7 separate regions of the Mus musculus genome follow, and all the other regions are linked to region 1. The links are chromatin contacts, called in public HiChIP or PLAC-seq and promoter capture Hi-C maps. All regions are on one chromosome and are shown on one strand. Each heading gives the region's core, a stretch centred on a gene start, on an enhancer-like site or on the middle of the called end of the contact. The rest is flanking DNA. Distances are from core to core; before and after follow the strand shown. Region 1 holds the start of Nf1 (neurofibromin 1). Region 2 holds the start of Tmem97 (transmembrane protein 97). Region 3 holds the start of Nlk (nemo like kinase). Region 4 holds the start of Utp6 (UTP6 small subunit processome component). Region 5 holds the start of Ccnq (cyclin Q). Region 6 has its middle 34 kb from the start of Lyrm9. Region 7 holds the start of Lyrm9 (LYR motif containing 9).

What was found. Promoter capture Hi-C pulls out the DNA fragments that hold promoters and counts their contacts. HiChIP or PLAC-seq counts read pairs in DNA pulled down with a chosen protein or histone mark. Capture Hi-C pulls out chosen DNA fragments and counts their contacts.
Region 2: a contact with region 1 is called in a promoter capture Hi-C map of hippocampal neurons, with 7 times the contacts expected there. The contact joins the promoter of Tmem97 here to the promoter of Nf1 in region 1. A contact is called at or near these places in 9 of 39 promoter capture datasets (3T3-L1-derived adipocytes, cranial neural crest, embryonic stem cells and 5 more), 7 of 115 datasets of contacts at active chromatin or transcription factors (the 230-238 cell line, embryonic forebrain, embryonic stem cells and 3 more) and 1 of 9 other capture datasets (liver).
Region 3: a promoter capture Hi-C map of liver shows a contact between it and region 1, with 3 times the contacts expected there. The contact joins the promoter of Nlk here to the promoter of Nf1 in region 1. A contact is called at or near these places in 4 of 39 promoter capture datasets (hippocampal neurons, liver, pre-B cells and 1 more), 1 of 484 Hi-C or Micro-C datasets (embryonic stem cells), 4 of 115 datasets of contacts at active chromatin or transcription factors (astrocytes, embryonic forebrain, embryonic stem cells and 1 more) and 2 of 9 other capture datasets (adipose tissue and liver).
Region 4: a promoter capture Hi-C map of liver shows a contact between it and region 1, with 5 times the contacts expected there. The contact joins the promoter of Utp6 here to the promoter of Nf1 in region 1. A contact is called at or near these places in 7 of 39 promoter capture datasets (the C10 cell line, hippocampal neurons, liver and 3 more), 3 of 115 datasets of contacts at active chromatin or transcription factors (bone marrow-derived macrophages, embryonic forebrain and large pre-B cells) and 2 of 9 other capture datasets (embryonic stem cells and pancreatic islet).
Region 5: an H3K4me3 HiChIP or PLAC-seq map of bone marrow-derived macrophages shows a contact between it and region 1, with 7 times the contacts expected there. The contact joins the promoter of Ccnq here to the promoter of Nf1 in region 1. A contact is called at or near these places in 5 of 39 promoter capture datasets (hippocampal neurons, liver, pre-B cells and 1 more) and 2 of 115 datasets of contacts at active chromatin or transcription factors (bone marrow-derived macrophages and microglia).
Region 6: a contact with region 1 is called in an H3K27ac HiChIP or PLAC-seq map of microglia, with 5 times the contacts expected there. The contact joins the enhancer-like site here to the promoter of Nf1 in region 1. A contact is called at or near these places in 3 of 39 promoter capture datasets (hippocampal neurons, liver and pre-B cells) and 3 of 115 datasets of contacts at active chromatin or transcription factors (bone marrow-derived macrophages, embryonic stem cells and microglia).
Region 7: a contact with region 1 is called in a promoter capture Hi-C map of liver, with 4 times the contacts expected there. The contact joins the promoter of Lyrm9 here to the promoter of Nf1 in region 1. A contact is called at or near these places in 9 of 39 promoter capture datasets (3T3-L1-derived adipocytes, the C10 cell line, HPC-7-derived erythroid cells and 5 more), 1 of 15 datasets of contacts at CTCF or cohesin (large pre-B cells), 8 of 115 datasets of contacts at active chromatin or transcription factors (SST interneurons, cardiomyocytes, embryonic forebrain and 3 more) and 3 of 9 other capture datasets (adipose tissue, embryonic stem cells and liver).

Annotation. Positions count from the first base shown.
Region 1 is chr11:79,337,713-79,341,531 of GRCm38.p6, forward strand. It overlaps Nf1 (neurofibromin 1), which reads left to right and starts at 2,180. Exons shown (of 58, transcript NM_010897.2): 1 at 2,180-2,347. The coding sequence starts at 2,288.
Region 2 is chr11:78,549,116-78,552,934 of GRCm38.p6, forward strand. Tmem97 (transmembrane protein 97) reads right to left here and starts at 1,620. Exons shown (of 3, transcript NM_133706.2): 1 at 1,413-1,620. The coding sequence starts at 1,538.
Region 3 is chr11:78,695,697-78,699,515 of GRCm38.p6, forward strand. Nlk (nemo like kinase) reads right to left here and starts at 1,729. Exons shown (of 11, transcript NM_008702.3): 1 at 113-1,729. The coding sequence starts at 570.
Region 4 is chr11:79,960,312-79,964,130 of GRCm38.p6, forward strand. It overlaps Utp6 (UTP6 small subunit processome component), which reads right to left and starts at 2,076. Exons shown (of 19, transcript NM_144826.3): 1 at 1,907-2,076; 2 at 436-520. The coding sequence starts at 1,998.
Region 5 is chr11:78,750,004-78,753,822 of GRCm38.p6, forward strand. Ccnq (cyclin Q) reads right to left here and starts at 1,726. Exons shown (of 1, transcript NM_197989.1): 1 at 503-1,726. The coding sequence starts at 1,659. The coding sequence ends at 907.
Region 6 is chr11:78,790,774-78,794,592 of GRCm38.p6, forward strand. No RefSeq gene overlaps it. Among named protein-coding and RNA genes, the nearest start is that of Lyrm9, 34 kb to the right of the region's middle. Within about 2 kb of position 1,983, at least 125 of the 459 cell types and tissues checked have an H3K27ac peak or open chromatin away from gene starts, as enhancers often do. A contact at or near this core is called in bone marrow-derived macrophages, hippocampal neurons, microglia and 1 more, where this site is marked.
Region 7 is chr11:78,824,580-78,828,398 of GRCm38.p6, forward strand. It overlaps Lyrm9 (LYR motif containing 9), which reads left to right and starts at 2,016. Exons shown (of 4, transcript NM_001076681.2): 1 at 2,016-2,057.

The sequences.
Region 1 (3,819 bases), core at 930-3,429:
AGCCTGAGCAAAGAAAGGAGAGCAAGAAGCCAGCAGTGAAGGTTAGAGAGACAACCAGGAAGGAGCCAGTCAAGGGGAGGAATGAGACAGAGGCTATTTAGTAATGGAATGGTGATGGTGTGTGTGTGTGTGGGGGGGGGCAGGGCTCAGCCACATCTAAGTTTCAAAGATAAAGATGGAATGCCAGGGCAAAGAGGAGCTAATCAGGGGTTTCAGAGCCGGTGTGAGAAAGGGAAAGGGAGGTAGTGGTTCTAGCTGTTTAGCAGTGAAGTAGACACGTTGGGATGCTATTTGGGGCGATGTGCTGTGAGTAAGGACTTTTTCCAGGGTCCTGGATGCAGAAAGCACCAAAGGCCCTTTAATCTTCTCTCATTTCTCTTCAGCACTCCCATCACCGCTGACGTCATCTAAAGAAACCAGTATCCATGTTGCAGCTTTCAAGAAGGGATCGTAGAAACAGCCAATCTCTGTCCTTTTGTTTCAGTGGAATGAAACATTAACTTAATTTGCATCTTGGAAGATCACTAACCTACCTAGACTTGAGACTTCTTTTACAGCTATACCACTTTGTCCGTGGGCTACTAGCTCTGTGGATTTTCTGTGGTGAAATGAAAATTGTGGTTTTGTTTCATCTTATCACCCAGTTGGTATCTTCCTATGTGGCTAATGGTTGATGGCTGCAGGCTGTTGTCTGAGTGCGCGTCCACACTTTTGTTTTTGAGACAAGGCCACACTATGGAGCAGTGGTTGACTCAGGAGGATTTGCTTGCCTCTAATGAAAGCGAGCATCTCCACATCCTGCTTCTAAACACATTTTAACACTGACTTAATTCAAGTGCATTGAAGAAAACTCATTTCAAAGTCCAGTGTCAGAGCGCCTTTCCCTCCCCATCCGATGAGTAGAGAGCTTCACCCTGTAGCTCTGCTTGGCCTGGAAATCCCCAAGTAGAACAGGCTAGCCCCGAGCAAACTATCTTTTGGGTTTATCCTCTTTTGTAAGTGTGCACAGCCAATTCCACACAAGTCCTTCAAACTCTGGTTCTGGGCATTGGGAAGGCCCTTGTTTCTGGAGAGCCATCCTTCTCGATTTGTTCTTAGAGTCAAACCATTTTGGTACTTATCAGCCCTTGGGCATGTATCCTGGAACCTCCAGTGCTCTGTTCATCAGATAGGTCAGGCTACTGAGTCCTACTGGAAAGGTTTGTTCGAAAGGCTGAAATGCATAAATGTTAGGCCTTTTAAAGGTCTTTACAGTATGGTGAACTAGTCTTCAATCTGAATTATCATCCGTGCAAAAAGTTTTATTAACTTGGTTGTCCGTCAGTTTAGTTGAGGAATTTCGGATTGGGGAATTCTAGTCTCCAACTTGGATCACCACTGGGCCTTGCTTTGGAATTTAAGCGACATTAAAAAGAAAAAAATCACGGAATCTCTCTTGGCCTTCTTTTTACCCGTTTTCAGCAGCCTTCAGAAGCCCCATCGACTGCGTGGCGGTGTGTGCCTTACATTTTTAAGTGAAGAAAGCGGAGAGAGACTGACTCCAGCCTCCGGGACAGATCAGCGACAGAGATCAGCGGTCGGAGAGAAAGCCTAGCCTCAGGACACCCTAACTTCTAACCCCGGGAGCGATCCAAGCCCGGAGGCCAGCGGGGGAAGGGCTGTTCGAGGCGGCGGTGGCAATGACAGCCTACGCACCGGAGTCGGCTCAGATTCTCTGGCCAGAGCCCCGCGCCAGTTTAGGTGGGGAGACCCGCGGCAGCGAGGGACGCGCGCCTCCGGGCCCGGAGGAGTTAGGTGACGTCACCTCCAGGAGGACTCGCTTTTTCATTAATGAAACCGGCCGGCCGCGGGCGCATGCGCAGCAGGCCCCTTCCCTCTCGCTTCCCCCTCCCCTTTCCCAGCCGCGCTCTCAATCTCAAGCTCGCTCGCTCTCCCTCTCCCCGAGCCGTGGAAAGGATCCCACTTCCGGTGGGGTGTCATGGCGGCGTCTCGGACTGTGATGGCTGAGGGGAGACGGCGCTAGTGGGGAGAGCCACCCACAGGCGCCCTCCCCTCCCCGGGCTCCCCTCCCCACCCCTCCCCCAGTCTCCTCGCCAACGCCCCCTTCCCCTGTCCCCCTCCCGGCGGGCCGCGCGGGCCCCCGTCCCCACCCCCGTGGGAACGCTAGCTGCCCGCACTCCTCAGCCGCTCGGCTCGCCGCTGCCCTCACCTCCGCGCCGGCCGCCCGCCCGCCCTCAGGCGGGCCCCGGACGCCGGCCCTCCACCGCCCCCGGGTCGCCGGGAGGACATGGCCGCACACAGGCCGGTGGAATGGGTCCAGGCCGTGGTCAGCCGCTTCGACGAGCAGGTAACGGGCCGCGGCGGGCAGGAGGTGGGAGCGGGTGGGGGTGGGGACGCGGTGGGTGAGGGGAGGAAGGAGCGGCTGCCTCTCGGGCTGCCGGGGGCTCCGCAGACCGAGGAAGGGCTGGGGTGGGGGGGCGACGCTAGGGGACTGCCCGGGGATTCGGCTGTGAGCCGGGGCTCTCCTTCCCTCCTAAACCGGGGGGGTGGGGCCTTGCCCGTGACCAGCCCTCCATCCCCTTTATCCCAGCCCTTCCGCTTGCTCTTGGTGCGGGGATGAGTGACCTGGGGGCGCTTTCAGGGCCACTCCATCTGGATTTAATGGTTCTCTCTTAACTCTCCCCTTTTAGAAGGAGGTAGATAGGGGTTCCCTCTTCCCTTAACCCCCTCCCCCCCATCCTCGTAACTGGGGATAACCGAAGGAACCCCCAGTCTGTGTATGCATCCCCAGTAGGAGCAAGATAATATCCTGCCCCACCCCCATTTTCTGTAGCTGCCCCTTGGGGGCAGGAGTAGGGAAAGCACAGGTTTTCTTACTTTTCTGCTCGGGGCGTCAGCTTGCCTGGATGATGTTCACACCAGCATCCTTGATAGCCGGATGACACAAGGTTGCCTTTTGCGTTTGCAGGGGAAACCGTAGTTCTGAAATGACTCCCCTCCCCCTTCCTTGCTTGATGATCACACCCCCCTCTCCAGTCCCTGCTTGCCAGCAGCCCCAGAATGAATCTTGGCTTTCCTAAGTGAGACTCCAAGAGTAAGGGGAGAAGGGTGAAAGCAAAGGGAAAATCTAGCTACAGACTAGACAGCAGAGACAGACAGCTAGGATGTGGTCCTAGGGCCAATAATTGTGACCATGGTTTGTTGTTGTTTGACTTGTTTTTGACTCTTTGAACCCTCATTGAGACTACTTGGGATGGAGGGAAAAGTTTTGTAGTTTAGGAAGGTTGCTTTTTATTCGCTGAGTTTTCCACACATAAAATTCTAAGGCTGATGAGTAGACAACCCACACATAGCCTTTTGTCCATGAGAACTAGTTTAATTTGATGCTATCTACAGATAGCTGGGGCTGGTTTAAAGGATGGTTGCTTTTTGTTGCAGTTCTGCCAGGGGGTGTCCTCTAATGAGAGAATTGTTTAGAATTGAACCAATCTCTTTTGTTTATTGGGTTTAATCACAAAACTGATTATGGGAGCTGACAGGTAGGGGAAGGGTTTCTTCTTTAATTTGACCAGCAGACATTTTTTTATAGGACTCAATCTTTTGACCTATCCGACAGAGGAAGTCTACCCAGAGGACACTGGGAAACCTACACAGAGCTGAATGTGGTGGTTATATGACTTTTGTCCCAGCACACAGGAGGTCAGAGGCAGGTAGATCTCTGTGTGTTGGAGGCCAGCCTGGTCTACAGACTACATGCCAGGATGTCAAGGTTACTAAGGGAGATTCTGTCTCAACACCCCCCCCCCAAAAAAAACAAAC
Region 2 (3,819 bases), core at 370-2,869, 790 kb before region 1:
ACGGATGACCTGCAGAGATTGCAGTGAAAGGGCCACAGCCAAAGAAAGGTCAGTGGGTAGACTGTGCGGCCTGAGTGTGATCCGCAGCTCTGCAAACCCAGCCACCTGGAAGAGGCAAGGAGTGTAGTCTACCTTTGAGCCTGAGACCGAACATTCTAAATTTCTAACCTCCGAGCAGCTTAAGCATAACGTTGGGGGTAAAGTAAGCCACTGCGTTTGTGACAATGTCTTAGAGGAGTGAAACAAATCAACTTAACTTGATAACACACTGGTTTTGGTGCTGGGATTTGAATCCAGGGCCTCGTGCATGCTGGCCAATGTTTTTACTACGGAGCCACAGCCTCAATCCCACAATCTTTTGAGTTTACAATCTAAAGCTGTAGCTACATGTCAGTTACAGCCTGGCCTGAGGTCCTCTTGCAATGGATTCAAATGAACTATTATTTTAAGGGGAAAAAAAAGTAGGATCCATAGGGCCCTCAACATGTCCACAGGCAGCCAGTCCTTGGGAAAGCAGCACCACAGACCGGTGCTCTTGCCACATGCTACCTACGGGTTTCCCCTGTAGATCAAAGGTCTTTGCAATCCCGTGGTTCCACAAACAAACCAAAAAGACTTAAGGGAGTGGGGGGTGACACTGCTGATGGTGTCACTCCTTAACTTTGTTGAGTAGGTGACAATTCCTGTGTCATGTCCTCTCAGAGAACACAAGGCACATGTCATTTTGCAGCCACCATTGAGAATTTACGGATTTAAGATTAAGAACTGCCCTGCAAAGAAGAAACATTTAAAGAGCATTTCAGCCATTTCAAACATTTAGGTGGATAAGTCCGTCAGTAGATTGGAGAGGCATGCTTAATCTTGACCTTAAAATCGGGTCAAAGAATGCTCTCCAAAGCGCAGGGAACGGTAGCTCATCTTCAAACAATTCAAAACTGACTTGGAAAAGCGACATTTCCTCAACTGCTCCTCAAGCTAGATCCAGACCCAGAAGGAGTGTATGAATGCCACGAGCACTAACCAAGGGCTAACCCTTCAGTCATTTTATTCTACTACGCAGGACTTTTTTTTCTTTCTCGGCTTACACTGGACTTTTAAAGTCCATCCAAACGCAATAGATTCAACACGTGACAGACACTGGTTCACCCAGGCAACTTCCCTCAGCCAACTGCCGTAGTTAAAACCATGGGAGCGAAACACACCCAGGCAAAGGTTTTGCAAAGGATTGGCGAGTACATGGGGCTCAAACCCAGGACCTCCTAGGCATGCGCCCTACCATTGGGTTGCACCCTCAGTTCCGCTCTGAAAAAAACAAAGCGGTGGTCAACGGCTGGGGACAGCCGGCTGGGGCCGAAGTCAGGCACGGAGCCAACAGAAATCAGGACGGCCACGTGGGGACCCCTGAGCCTCACCTCCTGCGGGTATAGTTCGGGCGGCAGCACCGCCTGCAGGTCGATGAACAGCGTGATGGGGATGTGCGAGACGAAGTAGAGGCCCAAGAGCCACTCGACACAGCGCCTAGCTGCCAGGGCCCCCATGTTCCCTCCTGTCCGTTGGGCTACGACTGGCAAGCCGGTGATAGAAGCCTGCTACGTGGTTAGAAGCCCCGCGCCCGAGCTGTGCCGTCCCGCCCCCGGCTCACACAGGCCGTACCTATTGGTCGAAGGGGAAAAACAGAAGCGGCTCGTGAGTGGGTGGAGGCCCTCGTGGCCCGCCCATATAGCGGGGCTATAGTTTGAATGATGGCCTACCTGTTGTTTCCATTGGCTGCTGGGAGTACCGCGTGAGGGGGCGTGGCTCTGAGCGGTCCACGTCGGCGGGTGCGCGTGTGCAGCCTCGGGCTGCGTGCGCTGGTCTTCCCTGTGCCACGAGTGTTTTATTCGCTGGGTTCTGTTCCGTATTGGGACCCCGGGCCAGTAAAACCAGAACCCGCAGTGGCAGTTTAGGAGCGCTGCGAGCCGGACTTTCCTGCTGGCTCCAAAATCACTGCTCAGCCCACAAATAATGATTTTATATGATGGACCCTGATAGGCCTGGGACAAGATGGGGGCTGCCATTCGATGAGAATAGGGAACACAGGACTTGGGTTCAAGGGAAAGGAAATTAAGTTTGTGCTTTGTATACACTGAGCAGGGTTAGGGCTTGGGTACTGCTAAGTATAGAGCATTTACTTAGCACTCAAGAAGGCCCGACTTCCATCTCTTGCACCATTTGAACCAGAGCCCCAAAGGGCCGGGTGTGGACAGAAATCTGTAAGGTCTAGGCCAGCCTGGTCTACAGGCAAGCTAGGGATACATAGAGCCTGTCTCAGACCAAACCAACCAACCAAAGAGACCTTGAGCAGGCAGGCGGGCAGTTGGATGAACTTGGTTTAGATTTGTGAGAGCATTTGAAGGTTAGAGAGCGAAGGGCATTAAGAGATCCTACAGAATCATAAGGGTCATGGGAGGAGATGACCAAGCGAATGATGGTCACAGGGAAGAATGGAGTAGCTGTGTCACGGTTGACACTGAGTGCTGTCCACCAGTACCAATGAGAAGTCCTATGGCTGGAGAGCAGTGTATTGGGAGGTAGGGAAATGGAGACAGAGTGTAGACAACTGGTCGGGAAGAGGTAGAGAAATGGACCCCACGTGTCCTTCTCTTTCTTTTGTATTCACTTTTTGAGACAGCCTCTCACTATGTAACCCTGTGACTGGCTGTGTAGACAAGGCTAGCCTGAACCTCACAGAGATTCACCCTGCCTCTGCCTTCCAAGTGCTGGAATTAAAGTCATAGGCACCATGCTTGCTCCAGTGTGCCCATTTCAGCAAAGGAGACTGGGATGTCTAAATGGGTTTGAAGTTTCTGCCCAGAGAAGTGAAGGAAAGTATAGCTAAGGGAAAGCAAAAATTAGGGTTAGGTAGGGTAGTCTGTGTGCCCAGTGGTAGCTACCATAGTACTAAGACAGAGGGGTTGGCGTTGCTGAGGTAGATGGCTCTCAGTGTTGGGTCTGCTCAGGAAAGCATTTTGGATGCATCAGGGAGAGGGTGGTCAGGAAGATAAAGGTGAGCCGAAGAAGGTGGACAAGTGGTTGACATAATAGACTGTGGGACCCAAGGACGACAGGGACAGATGAGGCAACAGGCACTGATAACTAGAAAGTAGAGAGGTAAATGACTTAGGCCCTGCTGAGCATGTCAGTGGGCCAGGAGTTTGGGGGTGTACTGTAAGATTTCTGGTGTCAGGATATTCTGCCTTCCAGGCCTGGCTGCAATGCTCTAGTGGGAGGATCTCTAGAGATGTGGTCAATGCCCAGAGAACCCAGTGCACTAAGGAAACAACAGAGGAAGGTGGGTGAGGGCAGAGCCAGGCATTACCTTCAGATGTGGCCTTGGAGAGCTGGGAGGCAGGTGACCTGGTTTCAAGGAATGTGGGAAATCAAACAGCTGTGGTAAGCTAAGCCCTAGACAAAGCCAGGTGCCAGTTTCTGAGGTGACTGCTGAGGGTGAGGAGAGCAGTGAGCAGGGTGGAGAGAGACACAGCAGCACAGCAGGGGCAAAGTCTGAGTAGATGCCATTTGAAAACATAGGTCTGCTTGCAGGTGGCTTGCTCAGGAGCTCAGGGACAAAGGACAAGTGTTCAGTGTCCAAAACTTTTTAGACATACTCCAAATCCCTCCTCCTTTCCCTCCCTCCCTCCCTTCCTTCTTTCCTTCCTTTATTTTATTTTCCCCATTAGTTTTTCAAGACAGGATTTCTCTGTGTAATCCTGGCTGTCCTGGAACTCTGTAGATCAGGCTGGCTCTGCTGAGTCCTGAATGGCCTAGGAAGGGACAGTA
Region 3 (3,819 bases), core at 479-2,978, 640 kb before region 1:
TCCCTCAAGTTGAGTGGAAAAGCTCGCTCTACTTTGGTCAAGATGGGAGTAAAACCAATGAAGCATGGCTTGCCCCGTAAGAACCATGTGGAGTTGTGGTTTTGATACTCACCAGACAACGCCAAAGGCTCCATATCCAATTGGTCTATCCGGCTCAATGTCCAGCTGCTGTTGCGGATGATGCGAGTGCTGATGATGGTGCGCCTTAACTGTAGCAGCTGCAGCAGCCTGTACCTGAGCTGGGGCTGCTGCGGCTGGCCCAGGAGCCTGACCCGGTGCCGGGGATGGGAAATATGGCTGTTGTTGCCCAGGGTTTAACATGGCTGCGGCTGCAGCTGCTGCGGCGGCTGCCGCAGCTGCCGAAGACGTATGCTGCTGGACTGGGTGTACGGCAGCAGCCGACCCCGGATGAAGGTGGTGTTGAGGGTGGTGGTGGTGGTGAAGGTGAGGAGGAGGAAGGTGTGGAAGGTGGTGATGATGGTGGTGGTGGTGACCTGCTGCAGCTGCAGATGTACCGCCATTGTAAGCCGCCATCATTTTTGCGTTGGCTCTTGTGCCACAAAGAGACATTCAAAAAAATGCCCTTTGATTGGAAAGCAAACTGGGTCAAGCTGTCATTTGGCCATTTAAAAAAATGAAGAAAAACCACTCACTCCACCTCAAAAAACATAGAGCGGAACTGGCTTTATGTCTTCATCGGTCAATCCAGACAAGTTTGACAATCTTGGGTGTTCGATTTGGGGGTGAGAGTGTGTGGAAGGGTATGGGTTGTCAAAATAAAAGTTAAGAACATAAAATAAGAAGAAAAAAAAAAGGAAAAGAAAAAGGGAAAAGGGCCCCTTCCCCCCAGGATTCCTGCCACAAGTGGATACTAAAACTCCATTCTTAATGGGGGGGAGGTTCCAACTTTGAATGTGGGAATAAAGGCCAAACCTCCCGACCCCCTGAACTCCGCACACGAAAAGGATCTGGTAACACGCCACCCTTGGAATCTTGTAAGAGGGTTGACTCATCTACCCCTTCCATTCCCACATCCTTTTCTAAACACCTCCCACCTCCTCAAAAACACAATTAAAAAAAAATTCCAACCACTCTAAATCAAAAAAGATGAGGGGAAATTATCAGGGAAACCAGCTTCCAGCTTCCCTCCCCTCGAACTCTCAGGCCTTCCTACATCGCCCCCTACTCCGAGTCTGGTTGACCTGATTGGGGGGACTGAGGAGATGTACCAAACTTTCCTAGGCAGAATGAGCCAGGGAAGGAGGCTGGAGGAAGAGAGTGAGGCGAAGAGGCGACAGGCAGGACAGAAGAGGAGAGAGAAAACCCCGGCAAAAGTGAAGGGAAGAAGGTGCAGGGAGGGAATGAAAGAGCGGTGGGCAGTACTCGGACGCCCAGACACAGGGAACCGCCCCGGAGGAGGTTAGGGTCCCGGGGCCAAAGAATAGGAGCCCCGGGAAGCGGGCGGGGGACGGTCGGAAGCAGGCTGACTCCTGCCCCCGCCGCCGCCGGCTTGTGCTGAGGAGGGTTGGGGGGGAGAGCGGGTGGGTCCCCCGCGCGACGGCCCCTGCAGGGCTCAAGGCTGCTCCGTCTCCCCCCCTCCCCCCCACCCGGCTTCCGTGCCCACGGTCGCTTTCTCCACAGCCGCCGTGACCGCTTTCTCTTCAGCCGCCGCCTTCTCAGCCGCCGGTGCCGCCGCGGCCGGACTCACCTCCCCTAGCAAAGCCGGATAGAGCGGAGCCAGCGGCGGACACGCGCAACCAGCCGCCGAGGCCCCGCCCCCGCCTCACACTGACCGGCTGCCCTAGCCAATCCACGCCCACCTGTCCGCGTCCGCCTCCAATCCCTGGCCGGAAGCTTCAGACAGGCGCACTGGTCGACCAGTGGCAACCAGGTGTGGGTCTCCTGGGGAAATCCCGCCCCCGGTTCAGGATGGGCAGACAGACAGACCAATAAAAAGGCAAATCTTGGCCTGACCGACAAGACTGAAAGCCAATTAAAAATCAAAAATCTCCGTGACTTTTTTTTTTTTTCTTTCGCCTCTCTCCTCTTTTCTTTTTCTTCTTTTATTTTTTTTTTATTTTTTTATTTTTGGAAAGAGCAGGAAGCTGCGTGCTAATCCCGCCTGCAAGAGCTAGAAGAGAGGGGCGGAATGAGGAAAAAAACCAATCACGAGCCAGGAACAAAGAACAGAGAAACCAATCCTTGGGTTGAAGACTAAGTGGGATGGAACTGAGTACAAATAGATATATAATTGGACAAATGGGGGAAAAAAGATTGACATAGGTCCCGCCTTTCGTATGTCCCATTGGATAGCATTGTGGAGAATTTGCTGTCATATCGGAGACGACATCTTCAGGAGGCGGGGCTAAGAGAGAGGTGTGGTTTTGATGTGGGCGGGACTTAGGCGGAGAAGGCGGAGTCTAAATTATCACTGGTCCATTGATAGGAGCCATCTACAACTCTTTCTAAGGTACAAGATATGGGAAAAAATAGAAGGAGCAAAAAGGCATGTTAAGCTTCAAAAACTCAAGGTTTCGTAATACGAAACAAAGTAGACTCATCAGTTAAGCTTGATTTTGACCAAAAAGAGGCTTTATTTTCAGTATACCAAGACTGCAAAATTTATACAAATTAAAAACCAGGGGAAAAAAAAAACACGTTAAAGCCCCTAAACAGTAATAATCTCCCAAAGTTTTCTGGTCAAGTAAGTTCCATTCATTGAAATTTTACTAGAAGAACATCATTCTTTGATATTACTTTGCTTAACCTAAATTTATTCTTAAATACTAGGCTAACAGACATTCTTTTCAATAAAACTGTGTATCAAAACCTAGAGGCCATTTTTGATTCCTCTTTTGCCTGTCCACTCTTCCCTTTCCTATCAAGAAAGTAGTCTTAAACACCTTTGAGCTCCTCTCCACTTCTACTCCTCAATTTGCATTACCTGACTGTAACACCAATAGTGTATTTAATGCATCTCCCTGCCTACAGCTCCCTGATGGGCTGTTGAGGACATAGTAAACTTTTCAGCTCCCATCATCTGTAAAAGGTGAAGTACTGCCTGTAAAATTGTTGGTTAAACCAAGAAAGAAGGCATAGAGAAATTTCAGCAGAAAATATGAGCCCATGAAAAAAATCCCAGGATCATATGAACAATGATATATTCCAAAGTTCCAAAGTTCCAAAGTTCAACATGGTTTTGAAATATAAGGAATTGACTTGGGTTGAGTTCCAGAGAAGTTTGTCATTGACCCGTGTTCATAGAAATATGTAGCCAGATGTTGCGGCACATGCCTTAAATTCCAGCACCTGGGAGGCAGAAGCAGGTGGATCTCTGTGAGTTCAAGGTCAACCTGCTCTACAAAGAAAGTCCTAGGATATCTAGGGTCTCAAACCAAACAAATATAAATATGTGTAATAAAGAATAAACAAACAAGTAAATAAATAAGAAAAATAATTTGGCAGTCTATTTTTATCTGAGGTTTTGGTTCCTACGATTTCGTTTTCCATAGTCAACTGTAATTCAAAAACATTCTGTATATATTCCAAAAGTAAACACGTTTTAAAAGGTACACCATTCTAAGTAGTGGAATGAAATTGAGACTTGGTACTTCCAATCATCAGATTGACTCCCACAGTACTGCAGGGTTTATGTCCAAACAGCCTTACAGGACAGTTTACGATTGCCTCACCAAGCCCAAGTCATTTCTCCTCGCTTCATCTTGTCACATCTCCATTCATCACATGAGACACTGGGAGAACAGTTTTGAGATCAGGGACACAAACCACGTCACTTGTATTACAGTACACAGAATGCAA
Region 4 (3,819 bases), core at 826-3,325, 620 kb after region 1:
TCTAGCAGGCCCACTGCCAGAAGACAAGTTTCCTGCTAAAATCCTGATACACAATGATGTTGCTGATCTACTGACCCAACAGGAGGAAATAGTTCACTCTGACAAGGACCAAGCCTTATTGGGCAATTGCCCTCCACACAGTCATCTCTGATCCTAATTTTAAAAAACGTGCACACAATCATAGAATTCTGGATTTCTGTAGAAAACTGCTGTGAAGCTCACCACTGTCTGATTTAAAATTCTTGAAGGGAGCTGGGCGTGGTGGCGCACGCCTTTAGTCCCAGCACTTGGGAGGTAGAGGCAGGTGGATTTCTGAGTTCGAGGCCGGCCTGGTCTACAAAGTGAGTTCCAGGGCTACACAGAGAAATCCTGTCTCGAAAAACCAAAAAAAAAAAAAATTCTTGAAGGGAATTAAAAAGCTATAGACTCACTCACTTGAACATAGTTGATAAAGTCTTCCTTGAGAAGGGTTCTCCGATGTATTTTGTATTCTAGGTCGGAAGCCTTCTTGATGATAGCCCTGCAGAGAGAGCAAATTACACTGTGACATTTGAGAGGTTAAATGTGATTTTTATTTGGGATATACCGAAAACGGACATTTAACAGGAACATCTAGTTCCTGAACACAGTTATCTTCCACAGGCAAAGCACGCATTCTCTTACACACTTACTCTATGCTGTTACACACTTACTCTATGCTGTTAAGAACATCCACATACAGTTTTAAACTTTCAGGAAAATCACCTCAGTTGCCAAGATCATTACTGTTCCCACCAGCAAAGTAAATAATGCCTAATGCTTTTTATTATTTATACATACTAACAAAGATTTCTCCTCCAAATTTAGGCTACTTAGGGGCTTGTCTTGGGGTGTGTGTGTGTGTGTGTGTGTGTGTATGTATACATTCTCTAGAATCAAACTCAAGGCGTTGGCATGCTAAGCAAGCACTCTGCAATGCTCTTAGCTTCAATGCTTAGGTTTTTGTTAACCAAATCTCTATCCTAAAATCTTGGGTCTATTTTCAGCATGTAAATTCTTAAAACCTAAATTGTCTCTAACTAAATATTACGACAAAGGAGTGAGCATACATGTGTTCTAAGAAAAACAGAATACTCAAGACAATATTTAAGAATGGTAACACATTTAGCACCGCGCCCCCCTTGTTTTTCCAGACAGGTAGCACTCACAGGGATCCGCCCACCTCTGCCTCCCAAGTCCTGGGATTGAAGGCCGGTGCCCTGACTCCGGGCAACATTTAGCACTTTCTAAGCGTCCTCGCGGTGTTTCCTAACGTTTTTCTTTGCGGATCCTACACTCACACTACTACTGCACTTTTATCTAGAGTCATAGAAAAGTAAACTGTTACAGAAAATCACTAAAAGTAACTGATTTTACCAAATTACCAAATGCCAACTATATTCCGTGCCCTGTGGCAGAGCGCTAAAGAAGCATAGGAAATGAATTGAATGGTCTTCAGTCTATAAGTTTAGTTAGGGAGACCTACCCACTCCCCCTGGGCTTCCGTGGCGCTGTACTCGACTATCTAAAGCTGTATACCCCAAACTTTTAAACTATAACCATTTTCTAATCGGAATTCTCCCGCCATTCACACTGCCCAGTATCCTTGACGGGCTAGGATCCTGGCTGGATCACCTTTACGGCCGCAAGACCCTGACCATTGGATGACGGTCAGTAGGAAGGGTAAACGGACTGATTATGGATCGCATTGCAATACGTTAAAGTTGAATTCTGACCGTGGTCAAATTCCAGCCACGGACTTTTCCCTCTGCTAGCATGGTAGCTACAAACAAACTCAGAAAAGTCAGCACGCCGGTCCCCGCCACACACTGGCCTCAAGCTCCCCTCCGGCCTCCCCGCTCCTTCCTCTTCCCTGATCCTCTCTCACTTAATCTCCGCGTGACTGAAGAGTCCGATGCGCTCCAGCTGTTCCAACTCCGGGATTCGATCTTCTATACGTTCCTGAATTATCTCCGCCATGAGGCTGGAACTTCACAAGCAGCCGGGCGGCCGATAAGCGTAGAGAACAGCCACCTTTCAGCCTCACTCTTAGTGATTGACTGAACGTGCTTCGTAAGTCCCGCCTTTTCCGCTTCCGCCATTGGGGAGCCCCTCTTTTCTAGCGAAGCCGCTGTCGCCTCCCTGTGGTTGACTATAGGATTGCAGCAAGAACCTTTTCCGGTCTGGGAATGCATCTTTTGCGGGGGCGGGGCTGGGGGCGGGGCTAAATCCTCGCGCCTCGGAGACCGGAAAAAGCTCCTCCCGGAATACCTGATAGGAGCTTTAAGTACGCTACCTGGAAGTCATTTGTTTTTATCATGCTCCTGTCGCAGGTTCTCGCTTCTCGTCACCGAGAACACTGAAAACTAAAAAATGTAACTGAAGACGATATTGTTAATTATGCAAATTCGATGAGGCTCTAAGGCTGCGGACCAGCTGCCCTGGTCTTAGTCGGCTGGCTTCACGAAACCAGTATGGTAACCGTGCATTTTCACGTCCCAATGAAAGCCTCTGAATGGTTGGTTCTTTTTAAAATGGTGAGAAAAAATGTATTATTTAAATAATTAGGGCCATCGTGCTACCTAGCCTGGCAACCTAAATTCGGTAGAAGGAGAGCACTGACTCCTGCAAATTATCCTCTGATCTCAACACGCGTTCTATGGCGCGTGTGCCCGCCCACGTGAATACACACACGGTTTTTAAATTAAAAATAAATATCTTGACCTATGTAGACAAAATACTTCAAAATTTTAGGCACTGGATAAATAGCAGAAACTGTCATTTGTTTTAGAAAACAATGAAAAGTTTGAAAGTTGGTGAAATAGATCAATATTTACACAGATCTTCCTTACAACATTGTCCAAGCAAATTAGTGTTTCTAAGAGATCCACCTTGGAAGCAACATTGCTGTATAATTACTACCACCTTAAAAAAAAAATCTGTGGTTCCCTTCTCTGTTAAGTTCTGGAAGATGATAAAAAGCCAAAGCAGGGCTTCTTGCTAGACCTGTTATTAGAACACTCACGTCGTTACCCCGGTCTTCTACGTGATTTATGAGAGGGAACTAGACTTCATAGTCACCCAGAGCCACCCAGCTCCTTGCTTTCCTTCCCTTTCTGTTTCACATCTTGTCCCACTGGCCTCAGAACTGACACAAAGGTCAATGTGAGCTTCATCACTTCCCAGCCCTTTCAGATCTAAGATCTGAGACATGGAAGGAAATCATGTATGTAAATTAAAGATGCAGTTTCCTTGTAATAGTAACGCAGGACTTGTTGTTATTAGTCAGAATGGGGATGACTGTGAACAGCAAGTCCAGTGTGGGCAGGAAGCTTGTAATAATAAAAAAAAAAATCAACAAATAAATGCGCAAGTGTAAGGCATTTATAACGTTTCTTTAAGTTCAAGGAAGTCAACAAGCCTGACAGATTGTAATCCTTCCTTTCCAGACAAATTTGACAGAGAGTAATGAGCTAACTACAGTTCTTTGTTGTTTTTTTTTTTTTTGGTTTTTTTTTTTTTTGCTAACTACAGTTCTCAACTGTGCTCTCCACTGTTGTTTTGATATTTAGCTGTTATACTTATCTTGCCTTAAGAATTACTATAATAAAAATGACAAAATCGTCTCTTCACCTCAGCCTGTCATAATAACAGCTGTCTCACTATGTGCCCAGTACTATGAGCAAGGCTGTGATCTTCATGTGAATCACATGAATGTTTTATTTTTGGTTGTGAGCCTAGCCTTTACAGGCTGAGCCATCTCTCCAGCCCAGTGTTTTATTCATTTAGCTGACCCTGGTG
Region 5 (3,819 bases), core at 476-2,975, 590 kb before region 1:
TCCGGATGCTAACAGCCAGGACAAAGGAGGCAGCTCTAACACAACTGTCTTATGATTTAGGGAAGTCCACTATGTGGGAACTTCTGGGGATAATGAAGTATGATGATTGTCCTTTTAAATGGATACCCACAACGATAAGCAAGATCTCACCATAAAGGTCCATTATCATGAGATGATGGGTAAGAATCCAGAGAGCTGAAAGACAGAAATTCTTACAGCCGTTATCATACGTTTAACATTCCCCAACTCATACTTTGCCTATCTTTGTATACTTCTTTTTTGTAGAAATTATAGTGCATCTATAACCTTGTTATCTTCTATGCTGCCTAATATGAACCTTTACCCACATTGTCATAAACCCCTTACAAATATGTTTTAGTGGTTGAATAATAAATACTCCATTGTATGGATGTACCATGCTTCACTAACCATTTCCCCAATATTGATCAGTTTCCAGTATCTCTCCTACTGTAACTTAGAAATACCATAAGGCAGACTCTGGTGCGTTAAACCTTTCCTATATTTTATTTGCATAATTTTTATTATACAAAATAAGATTCTATGTTACACATTCATACTTCCCCTAAGGGTGCAGTTCTATTCTTTAACTTTCCTGTTGGCGACCTGCAATGGTCCATGCCTCAAATGCAGCATCTTCTCAAAGGGCAAAAGCTGATGCAGCCAATTCTAGAAAGCTCTATATGTCCTGCCCACATGGAAGCTCTTAGCATTATTTGAACAAGGGCTGCTGGGGACAAAATGACAGCATGTCATTGCAGTCACCAATGACATCCTCTGCCAGCACAACCAGTCCTCCGAGTGGAGACACGCCATCACAGCAACTTGGTGGAACGATACCCCAGGCCTCCGATCATCCTGGTCTTAGGTCCGGCCTCGGCCAGGGCCTTAGGGGATCTCTGTATCCATAGTATAAATCTGAATGAGATCAGACACAATATTGTCAATGATTGGCTTGGTAAGGTCATCACTAAATACCTGCCACCAAGGCTTCTCGGCCTCACCCTCTGCAGGCACCTCGACTCCATAGACCTGCAGGGCCAGGTAGAGCACAGCCACGGCTAGGTGCTGAGCCTGGAAGCGGAGGCATAGCCCCCCGTGGTAGCTATCTCGTAGCAGAGCCCAAGCTGTAACTGAGATGGGGGTTCGTTGCCAGCTGTAACGATTCAGCCAGTTCTTGAGGGAAATCAAGTAGTGCAGCAGGTACTTGTGTGGATGCTGGAAAGAGACTTGGAAGCGCAGAACTCGTAGCATAAGAAGCTCACATTGTACAATGCTGTCTCGTAGCTCCCAGAAGCGGGAATCCAGCTCCAATGGCTCACTGCCCGGGTTAAAGTACCTGTGCGACACGTTGATGATGTCACGAGTACGCAAGTGTTGCTCCTCCACTTTGCCGGCCAAGTAAATGGAAGACATGGCGACCAGGTAGAGGTCATATGCGTCCAGGTTGATCTCGCAGAAGAACTTATGGTAAATGGTGCAAGCGGTGGCGATGGGGATGGACTGCATGCCTAGCTTGACGCCTGCCTCCATGATAAACCGGGTTACTCGGAAGTGCACCCTCGCCTCGGGAGCCGGCCTCTCCTCGGCTCGCGGCGCCGCCGGCCCGCTTTCGCAGCTGTCTGGCCGAACAGCCTCCATGAGGCCCAGCAGGCCGCCCCGGAAGGAGAAACGCTCCGGCGCGCCGAGGCCGGCTCCGGGGGTCCTCGCGGAGGGGGCGTGCCGTCAAGCGGCCACGCCCCCACCCGTCCTGCCGCCACGCCCACCCTGCTCGGCTTTTCCTCCTATATTAAAAGATAGGCACTCAGGAGCAGCTTGGTGGAGACGAGGAGTGCTATTTTTAAGACATCTGAGAAGATACTACTTTTGATTTAAGGGGCTTTTTCACTGTTCCTGAGAATCCAGGCTATGGAAAGGATGAGAGTCAACTCTCACCCTGGCATTTGCCTCTGTGACCCTGGGGGCTTTGGTTGATCCTCTACATCTCATTCCTTAGGTGCAAGTTGGGGTGGTTGGCTGTCCCCTCCTCATGGAGCTCTTGTGAAAAATGAACGAGTGATGTAGGCAGATCAAATATGCTCCATAAGTTTGGCTTTGATGATTATTTTTCTGAGTCAGGTTTTCTACATTTAACCCAGACTGGCCTTGTACTCTTGATCCTCTTATCCCAGGTGTGCAACACCACACTCAGCGATATTTTGTTTTAATTGAAAAAGAAAGGAAGGAAGGAAAGAAAGAAAGAAAGAAAGAAAGAAAGAAAGAAAGAAAGAAAGAAAGGAAGGAAGGAAGGAAGGAAGGAAGATAGATACATCAGGACATCAGGACAGGGGTTTTCTATTGTAGCCTTGGCTGTCCTGGAACTTGATCTGCAGACCAGGCTGGTCTCCAAATCAGGAGATCTACCTGTCTCTTAGGATTAAAGACATGCACTGCTGCCCACCCCCCCACCCCCCCCCCCATCCTGCTACCATCACCCAGCTCATGACCTTTAGCTATTACTAATTTGTTTTGAGGAATCTTTCATTTTCATTTATGTCTTTATATATCTGTATGAATTAAGACTTTTGTAAAGTGGGAAAAAACACCCTAAGCCATAGGGATTCCAAAGAGAGGTATATGCATTAGACGATGTACCAGACATGGATTTCTCAATCTTAGCGTTCTTTAGCCCCCAAGAAAAGCAGTACCCCACAACTTCTACATTTCTCATTTGGCCACTTGTAGCACACGGTTATCTTCCTCTTTAAATGTTACCGATTAAGACTACATTCTCAAATTTTATTTATTTTTTGTTTGTTTTGTTTTTGGAGACTGTTTCTCACTATATAGCCCAGGCAGACCTGAAACCTGTTATATAGATCAGGCTGGCCTCACAGAGATCTGCCTGACAAGTGCTGGGATTAAAGGTGTGAGCTTTCACATGCTGTGGAAGACACTATGTTGGTAGTTCTGGGGACAGATAGAATCCAGCACATTACTCGTGAACTAAATGCCCTGCCCACTTCAGTATGATTTTTTTTTTTTTTTTTTTTTTACTATGTCAGAGGATCTTATTGAAAACACATCAACAGTGGTGGTATAACTTGAGAGGGAAAACGAAACTGTTTCCAGAGCTCTGTAGAACCCTGACTTCTGTAGGAGCACACTCTGGTAAATTGAGACTGTCCATCCTGGGTGCAGTGGCCTGCGTTAGCCCTCAAGGCAGAAGGGCAGAGCAGCCAGTGTCTGCTGCAGCTCCCCCTCCCCCAAAAGCAGCTGTAAATCCATTTCCTGTCTTGTAATTATGTCTCTTGTAGTAATTAGCCCCTTCATATCAATGAAGCTGAATTTCCATGGGTAATGAAATGAAGCCCCAGTGTGTGAGACAAATGAAATGTGGCAGGCAGGTGATGGCCTTGCAGATTTCCTTGGGGACAAAGGAAATGACCCTTCATGTCCAAAGGCCACTGTGGGGGTGAGGGTGGAGGAAGCAAACAGATCTCTGTGAGTTCAAGGCCAGTCTAGTCTACATAAACAGTTTCTGGAAGGCCAGGGCTACATACCAAGTGTTTAAGAAAAAGGTCTGAGTGCACAAGGATATTTCAAGACCTTGAAGCCCTAAAGCCAATACAGAGCCATGTCTGGCGGAGTGTATTTGGGCTTTCCCTGTACTGCTGGGTTGAGTGAGGCTGGGTGTATAAATGTAGCCTCATGGCCTTGAGAAAGAACTCAGTCTTAGAAATAAAGAATATCACCCTCCATCTCTCTCTCTCTCACTTTCTTTTTGACACCGAGTCTTTCTATGTAGCCCAGCATTGGCTA
Region 6 (3,819 bases), core at 733-3,232, 550 kb before region 1:
CACAGCCCAAAGAAACCGGCTGCCCCACCCCACCTCACCCCCGCCTCCCCGTCTCCATCTTTCCCTGTCTCTATCTCTTTCTCTCTGAAACAGTTAAATCATTGCGCTGAGGCCCCAAAGCCTCTAATTTATAGCCTGAGCCAATACCTTTCTCCTGCATACTCTTTGCCACATCAGCCTGGGACTAAATCTGTGTGTAACTTGCTTTCACCCCCTGAAAAGATATAAAAGTCAGATATATTCCTTTGTGAGATTTCTCAGAGATCTCCTCTGGGCCTCCCCTGACTATCCGAATCATGGTGGTCCATCCAGATCATGGCGGCTCTGTATCTTTCTTGTTGTTACTTTTAGTTATCCCTCTTAAAGATGCTTCTCTTCAGGTTTGAAAGGTTGGTCCCTCACTCCCTTCAAGACTCCAGGCATGCTGTCTCGGGTACAAGGCCCTGTCTGTTTCTAAGGCTATCCCAGCTCAAAGCTTGATCATGGCCTCAGGGCTCTGTCTCCTAAATAAAGTTCATTCCTGAAGGTAATTATACATCAGCTCCTTCGAAACCAACCTGCCACGACTCTCCTTATCTATATAACAGGCCGTAACCGCCCCCCCCCCCCCCCCCCCCCAGTTTATGCTATGTTGAAGATGGACCCTAGAGCCTGGTTCACACTTGACAGACATTCCACCAACTGAACTACTTCCCTATCCCCAAAGTTATGCAAAAACAAAAAAAAAACCCAAAACAAACAAACAAACAAAACCCAACAGCAACAACAACAAACAAAAAACCCTAGATATCACAAAGAACAGGAAGCTGATGGGGGAGGGAAGAAGGAGAAAATAACAAAAACTCCAGGCCTTGCTCTGGACTGCCTCAGAACAATTCAGAAAGTACATCACCAGTCTGGTTTAGACTGGTTGTGAGTCTGTTGCAATGACCTCCCATGCTTGGCAAGCCTCCAGTGGCTGAGAAAGTAATATGCCACGGGCCAAGTTCCATAATTTATCGAGGGGAAGGCTGGCTCTGCAGTTGGCACCCCTTCAGCTAGCCAGCTTTCATGGATACAACACATCCGATGGATCTGGCTCAATAAATTCAGGTCCATAAAGTCTGAAGTCTGTGCCTTTTCCAGTAACACAGAGTCTCTGTCCCCACAAATGCAGACGCTGTTCCCTCTCACAGATCCTTTCCCTGGATTCCCTGTTCCCAAGATTTCCAATCACTGCCCAGAAAGGTTCCTGGGAACCTTCACCTGCCTCACAACCCTCTGGGGCCCCCAGAGTAGTTCAAAAAGACTCTGGGGGAGGTCCCTGAGGAGACCCAACCAGATCTTTCCTGAATCTTCCTTTTCTCTGGCGGTTGGAGATGCCCTGCCAGTTGGAGATGCTGAGCGGCAGGGGCTGGAGGGGAAGGTGGAGGTTCCCTTTTAGACACCTGGTCCTTTCACCTATTGTTCGGCTTGGGCTGGCAGCTCCCTGCCGCCTAATCACCCTCTGCTCATTAACAAGCTGTACTCATTTGCATGTCTAAATATCCCTGTACTTAGAGCACAGCCCATTAGTCGCCTCCTTATATCTAACAATACAGGGAAAGGGCATTGAGGGGGCAGATAGGAAAGGTGGCTCCCACATGCCAGTCTCTGGTCCTGGAAGCCCACCTGAAGGCCAGGTATCCTGTCCTGTTTCATCTCTCTTAAAACCTGCCCATTCTTACAGACTGAGCGTTGCTATTTTGGAGTGACTGCCTCCTCCTCCTCCTCCATTTGGAAAATCTGTGGCTCTTTCCCAGTTTATCTCACTTATTCTTATTTTCTTGTCTTTCCTAGCTCTACTGGGAGGACACAGTAGCCCCTCAAACCACAAGCAAACAAGCTCCCCCCCCCCTCCAGAGCCCACAGCCTTCCGCATCCACCAGCTTTATGCAAATGTCCCAGCACGCCCACCCTCTTTGCACAAGCACGGAAACGGGAACTTTCTATGTATAGATCGCCAGTGACGGTTCATTTTTATACAGTTGGAGAAGCGTGAAAAGTCACCGGCTTGGATAGTGCCGTCCTAAATCAGCACAGACCACGGTGGCACCTGCAGTTAATGAATCCACTCACTGACCCCACGACCCTCGGCTGAGCATTTACAGGAAAGAATACTGCTCTTACGATCCCTCCGGCTTTGGAGGAATTGGGCACCAGCTTCCTGGAAAAATACCCAGGAAAAATACCCATAAAACAACAGACTCAAGAGAGGACCAACCCTGAAAGATGGAACACCTGGACTGAAAGCTTGTGCCTGGCTTGATGGCAACACTTGCCGTACCAACAAACAAGAGCACCATAGCACAGAGAGGTTAAACGAGTTTATAAAGTCACACAGCTTATCAAATCTTGGTATGTGCAGAATTCAGACGTGGCCAGGCTGGTTCCACCTATGGTCACTTTGGAGGTTCCCGCGTGGCAGAGGCTCCCGAACAGTGGAGGCTCCCGCATGGTAGCTGAAATAACAGGATGCTAACTTTGTTCCTTGCTTGTTCACAGTTGCTCACACACACACACACCCCTCCCGCGCCTGCCCGGCATCCTGTTCTTCTTTAAAGAATTCACTTCTGTAGGTGGCTGGGGTGGTTCGCCTTCCACGCTTAGCTTCTGCAACTGGTCTTTATTGGTTTAGACCAATTGGAATACCTGCTCACTGTCAGCCACCATGATTGGCTGCAGACAGGCAAGTGGCCACAAAATGTGACTTTAGTCTTCCCGAAGGAGTTCCTGAGAGAGAAACTCCCTCTTCAATGGACCAGTGAGGCTGTAAAAAGATGCCTGCTGGGCAGACCAAGTGAGAGCACTGTACAGAGTTTCAAAAGGAATCACTGGGACGCAAAACAGGCAGACAGAAATACAGCAAGTCCTTAGTGAAACTATGAGTTGCTGGATCAAGCTTTGCCTGAAACTAACAGTAATTCTAAACTTGCCAGTAGCCTGACACACAGTAGGGTCTCAATAAATATTTGTTGAATATACAAGTTTATGAAAATCCCTTTTTGATTTGTCCGCTTTGAGTTTCTATCACTGACTTATGAAATGAAAGATTCCTACTGGATATACGTCTACACACACATCAGAAACAAACTTGAGCCATGGTAGACACAGTGCATGCTGACAGAGGTTGGTCTTGTTAAAGCAACTCTCTGAAGGTGGGCTTCTGTCTTTACACGTGAGTGTATGCATGCCCACACCCACTCACACACAAGCATATATGATGTAGGTGTGTGCATATTTCTGTATGTATACCTGTGTGGGGGTGAGTGAGTGCACATGTGTATGAATGTGGAGGCCAGAGGTTGATGCCGGCTGCCTTCCTTTATCTCTCTCCACTGAAACTGGAGCTCACCCCTTTAGCAAACCCAGTGCCATCAAGCTCCAAGGAGTCTCCTGTCCCCACAGTAGAATTACAGGCTTTCACTGCTCACCTGGGTTTCACATGGGTCTGGGAATTCAAACTCAGGCCTCCATGCTTATTCAGCAGGCACTTCCACACCCAGCCATCTCCTGATCACCCTGTATCTTGTCTCTGACAAGCATGAGGCCCTGGTCCAGCATCTGTGTGAAACAGCAGAAGGCTTCTTTACGCTGCAGACTTGTTGAAAGTAATGTAAGATCTGTGAAGGGTGAGGGAGCCCACACTCTTATCCAGTGAGGGGTGCCGAGTGTGACGCGTATTCTTAGGCCCCATGGTGCTCAGCAGGAGGTCTTCACACCTCAGACACGTGTGGGGTCCTCCCAGCATGGCTGGTGAGAGGGTGTTCATGGCCTGCCAGAACTTGTTTTCTGGTTCCC
Region 7 (3,819 bases), core at 766-3,265, 510 kb before region 1:
GTTTCCATTAGGTTACAGACTTGGTGCTATTTCAGTGAATGCTTGGACTGGTAAGAATTCTTTAGTTTTACTACTGAAATGAAAAGAAATTTAAAGTTTCTGTCAAGTTAAAAAGAATCACTATTTCCTTATTCTTTTTTTGTTTTTTATTTTCTTCCTTCCTTTCTTCTTTCTTTTGTTTTGTTTTGTTTTATTTGTGTTTTTTTTTTTTTTTTTTTTTTTGCTTTTACAAGACAAAACAGCCCTGTTTCTCTGTGTAACAGCCCTGGGTGTCCTGGAACTCGATTTGTAGAGCAGCCTGGCCTCGAACTCACAGAGCTCCACCTGCCTCTGCCTCTGGAGTGTTTGGATTAAAGGTGTGCACCTCCTTGCCTGGCTTGGATTATTCTTAAATCCAAGTTCTCACTGTGACTCGGTAAAAGAAAGGGAGCTGCTATCCACATCTCTCCCTCAAGCTAAAAAATAAAAAAATTTCTTTTCTGTTCTTTCTCTTTTGTGCTGCCTAGCTGTCGACAAAGAGTTTTCGAGAAAGATAAATGTTGTGTCTCTGTAAAGACAGAAGTAACACAAGAGGCAGGAAGGTGGAGCCTTTCGGAGGTAGAGCTAACAGCTTGCTTCTTGAATATTTTATGACCTAGGTATTAGAATGAGGCTTCTGAAGCAGGAACACGGAGATCTAGGAACAAAAGAGGGGGACTGAGAGAACAGATTGAAATTTCTTAAAAATATGAAAGGATCTTAATGTTGTACGAGAGAGTGGATTGGTGTCCCAGCAGGTTGCTCCTAGTAAGGGCTCTAAAAGCGTAATGATTTATTGATTGGATCTGCACTAATGACATGCCGTGATTATGCATGGGTAAATAAAAAGGCTGATTTATGAGGGTGCATTCGGATCTTTCAGATACAGTTGGTCCAAGTCTACAGTTTGAAAATAAATGAAGGAAATTATCTGGGTATTCCAGGGGAAGAATCCTCCCACACAGATTTGAAGACGGGGTAGAGTGTTAGCTGAAGAGGAGGAAGGGGGTGCTTTGTGTGTGGGGGGGGTGCGGGAGGGAGACGGTGGCATTCTAGAGAGTTGAAGATGAATCAGAGAAAGGAAGTAGTTCTGTTAAGAAATAGCCCCTGCTTCCTAAGAGGAAGAAAAATAGACTTCCGAGTGCTGCTAAACAGCGATGTTTACTTTTAAAAAATGAAGAAAAAAGGCATTATAAGCAATTGTCTTGTTAAAGCAGCTACATGAGGAGCGTGTGTAAGGAAATCGGGCTTTTCATTATAGGTAGATTTTTTTTAAAGCCCCGAAGAGGAAAGATGAAGAGAAGCAATGTTATCCACCGGCGCCCTTGCTGCCTTTCAGACAGCGGCCCAGAGAAGCTAGAAGCCTCATTGAACAGGGCGTTTGTCTCATGAAAAAGACCTGTCTTTATTTCTTTCAGGATATAAAACTTGTGTTTAAATCAATTCAGAGAAGCATTCTGACTTTAAACATGCGCGAGTGGGGAGAACCCGTTTAATGAAACAGCATTATTTCATTTTCAAAAAATGATCCCGGCAGTAGCTGCAAGTTAAGATTCTTCATTCTCTCCCTCGATTATAATTATAGCAGAGTTGAAAGGAAGCGTGCCTATTACTGTCATATGTATTCTTCTGACAGGTGTTGTGGGACTGTAATTTGATCAAGTGACTCGAAATGAAGACTCCCTTCCAAACATAATTCCTGTCATCAACATAACAACAGGAAGGACACGTCCTTCAAGAAGACGTTTCACAGATCTTGAGCACCCCTAATATTCTCCATTCGTGGGAATATGAAGAAGAGCTTGCCATCAGAGTTTGTATCCAAGGTTGTAAGGGAGACAAGGAAAAGCGGGCCGTGGTTCCAGCCAACTGGGCGGGGTCGGATCAGGAAGCCCGCACCCAGTAGGACCCCGAGTCCCGCGGATGGCCGGCAGAGGGCGCTAGGGTACCAGGCGGGGGCGGGGCTGCGCTTGCTTCTGCCGCGCAGGCGCAATCGTGTCGCTCGCGGTGTCTCCAGTTGGCGTCCGCCGGGAAGGCGGGTGAGCCGCGCTGCGCGGGCCCTTGGGCGGGGACTCGGGGGGCGGCAGGGGCGGGCTGGGGATTACCGAGGCTGCCTGCAGGGCCGGGATATGTGGAAGCCCTGGGGGCGATCTGCGGGCTCTCCAGGCTTTCCCCTAGTGCCAGCGACACCTGTCGCAGCCATAGTTGCCGCGCCGCGGAGGAGCGTGGGAGGCCGGGATGCGGTGTCGGAGGACACGGGGAGCCAGGTCTCTGCCATGTGCTGCTGGCATCTGCACTCGGCTGGAGCAGCCTCCGTTCTATGGTTTTCAAAGAGGAGACGTGCTACTCTCACTCGGTCTGCAGGAACACCCTGTTACCAGGAGTATCTGGAATAATTTTGGTCTTTGCAATATGTAACCCTATCTGGCCTTGAACTCGTAATCCCCCTGCCCCAACTTCCCAGTAGTACTGTGATTCCCGGCCAGTGCTAAAGTGCACACGTTTAATAACATTTAGAATGTGCGCAGATGTGCATCTATGGCCACTGTTGATTTTAGAACATTTACCTTGAAAGAAAACCATCTACATTTGCTGGCAAAACCCCTCTCCAGTCTCGTCCTTTCTCTTTGCGCTAGGCAACCACTTAGCTGATTTCCATAGATTTTGTTAGTTCTGAACATTTCACAGAAATGGAATCAATCATATGCAGCCCCGGTTATTGGTTTCCTGCGTCTTTTATGCCTCATTCAAAGCACGCACGTGGTAGCATATGTAAGTGCTTCATTCGCTTTATTACAGAATAATTTTCCAATGTTTGCCTGGATCAGATTTTATCTCCCCATGTGCCCAGTGATGGCCCTTGGGACTCATTTGAAGTCCTTACTCTTACATACCTGTCTTCTGGGTATAAGGTGGGGGTGGGGGTGGGGGTGGGCCAAAGAAAGGGAAGGATAAAGTGTATATCCTTGGGTGGCACGTGGGATTTGGCCAGGAAGAAAGAGACTGATTAGCTTAGCTGCTAACTAGGAGCTAGGAACAGCTCCGTGGTAAAAAGGTTGCCAGGCATCGTCAAGCCCCAGGATTCATTTCCAGCATCCCCACCTCCCACAGGGATGGACCAAAAACTGGTTCTGAAGGGTGTGCCGGTGGGAATGTAGGGAGGCTGGCCTGACCTTGGCTGTGTGGGAGAGGGACGAGGGGAGGCAGGATTGCTGGAAGAACATAAATATGCCAGATGGAGCCCTAGGGTGGGCGGGGGCAGGGAGCTAACCATTCCTATTTTCAACTTTCTCCATCATGAAGATTAATTGCGTATTTAAAAAAAATGGCTGGTGCAGGCTTAATTTAGCTTTTATCAGTACTCAATTGGGCATAATTTCGGGTTATTTTCTGCAGTTCCATTATCTTTTTAAATGTATGACTCTTTTTCCAATTATTTTTAGGTGACCCGTGTTAGGACACAGGTTAGTGATAACGACAGTGAGCTTACCTGTGATTGGGTCTTTTCTTCTTAGCACCTGTGCCAGCATTGTCACCTGGCACCCAGGAAGTTCCCTTTATGCCCCCCGCCCCCACCAATAGGTCATGTTCTTTAAGCTTTATAAACTGGTTTTGTTTCAGTTTTTTTTTTAAAGATTTATTTATTATGTGTAAGTACACTGTAGTTGTCTTCAGACACACCAGAAGAGGGCATCCAGTCTTGGGACAGATGGTTGTGAGCCACCATGTGGTTGCTGGGATTTGAACTCAGGACCTCTGGAAGATCAGTCAGCGCTCTTAACTGCTGAGCCATCTCTCCAG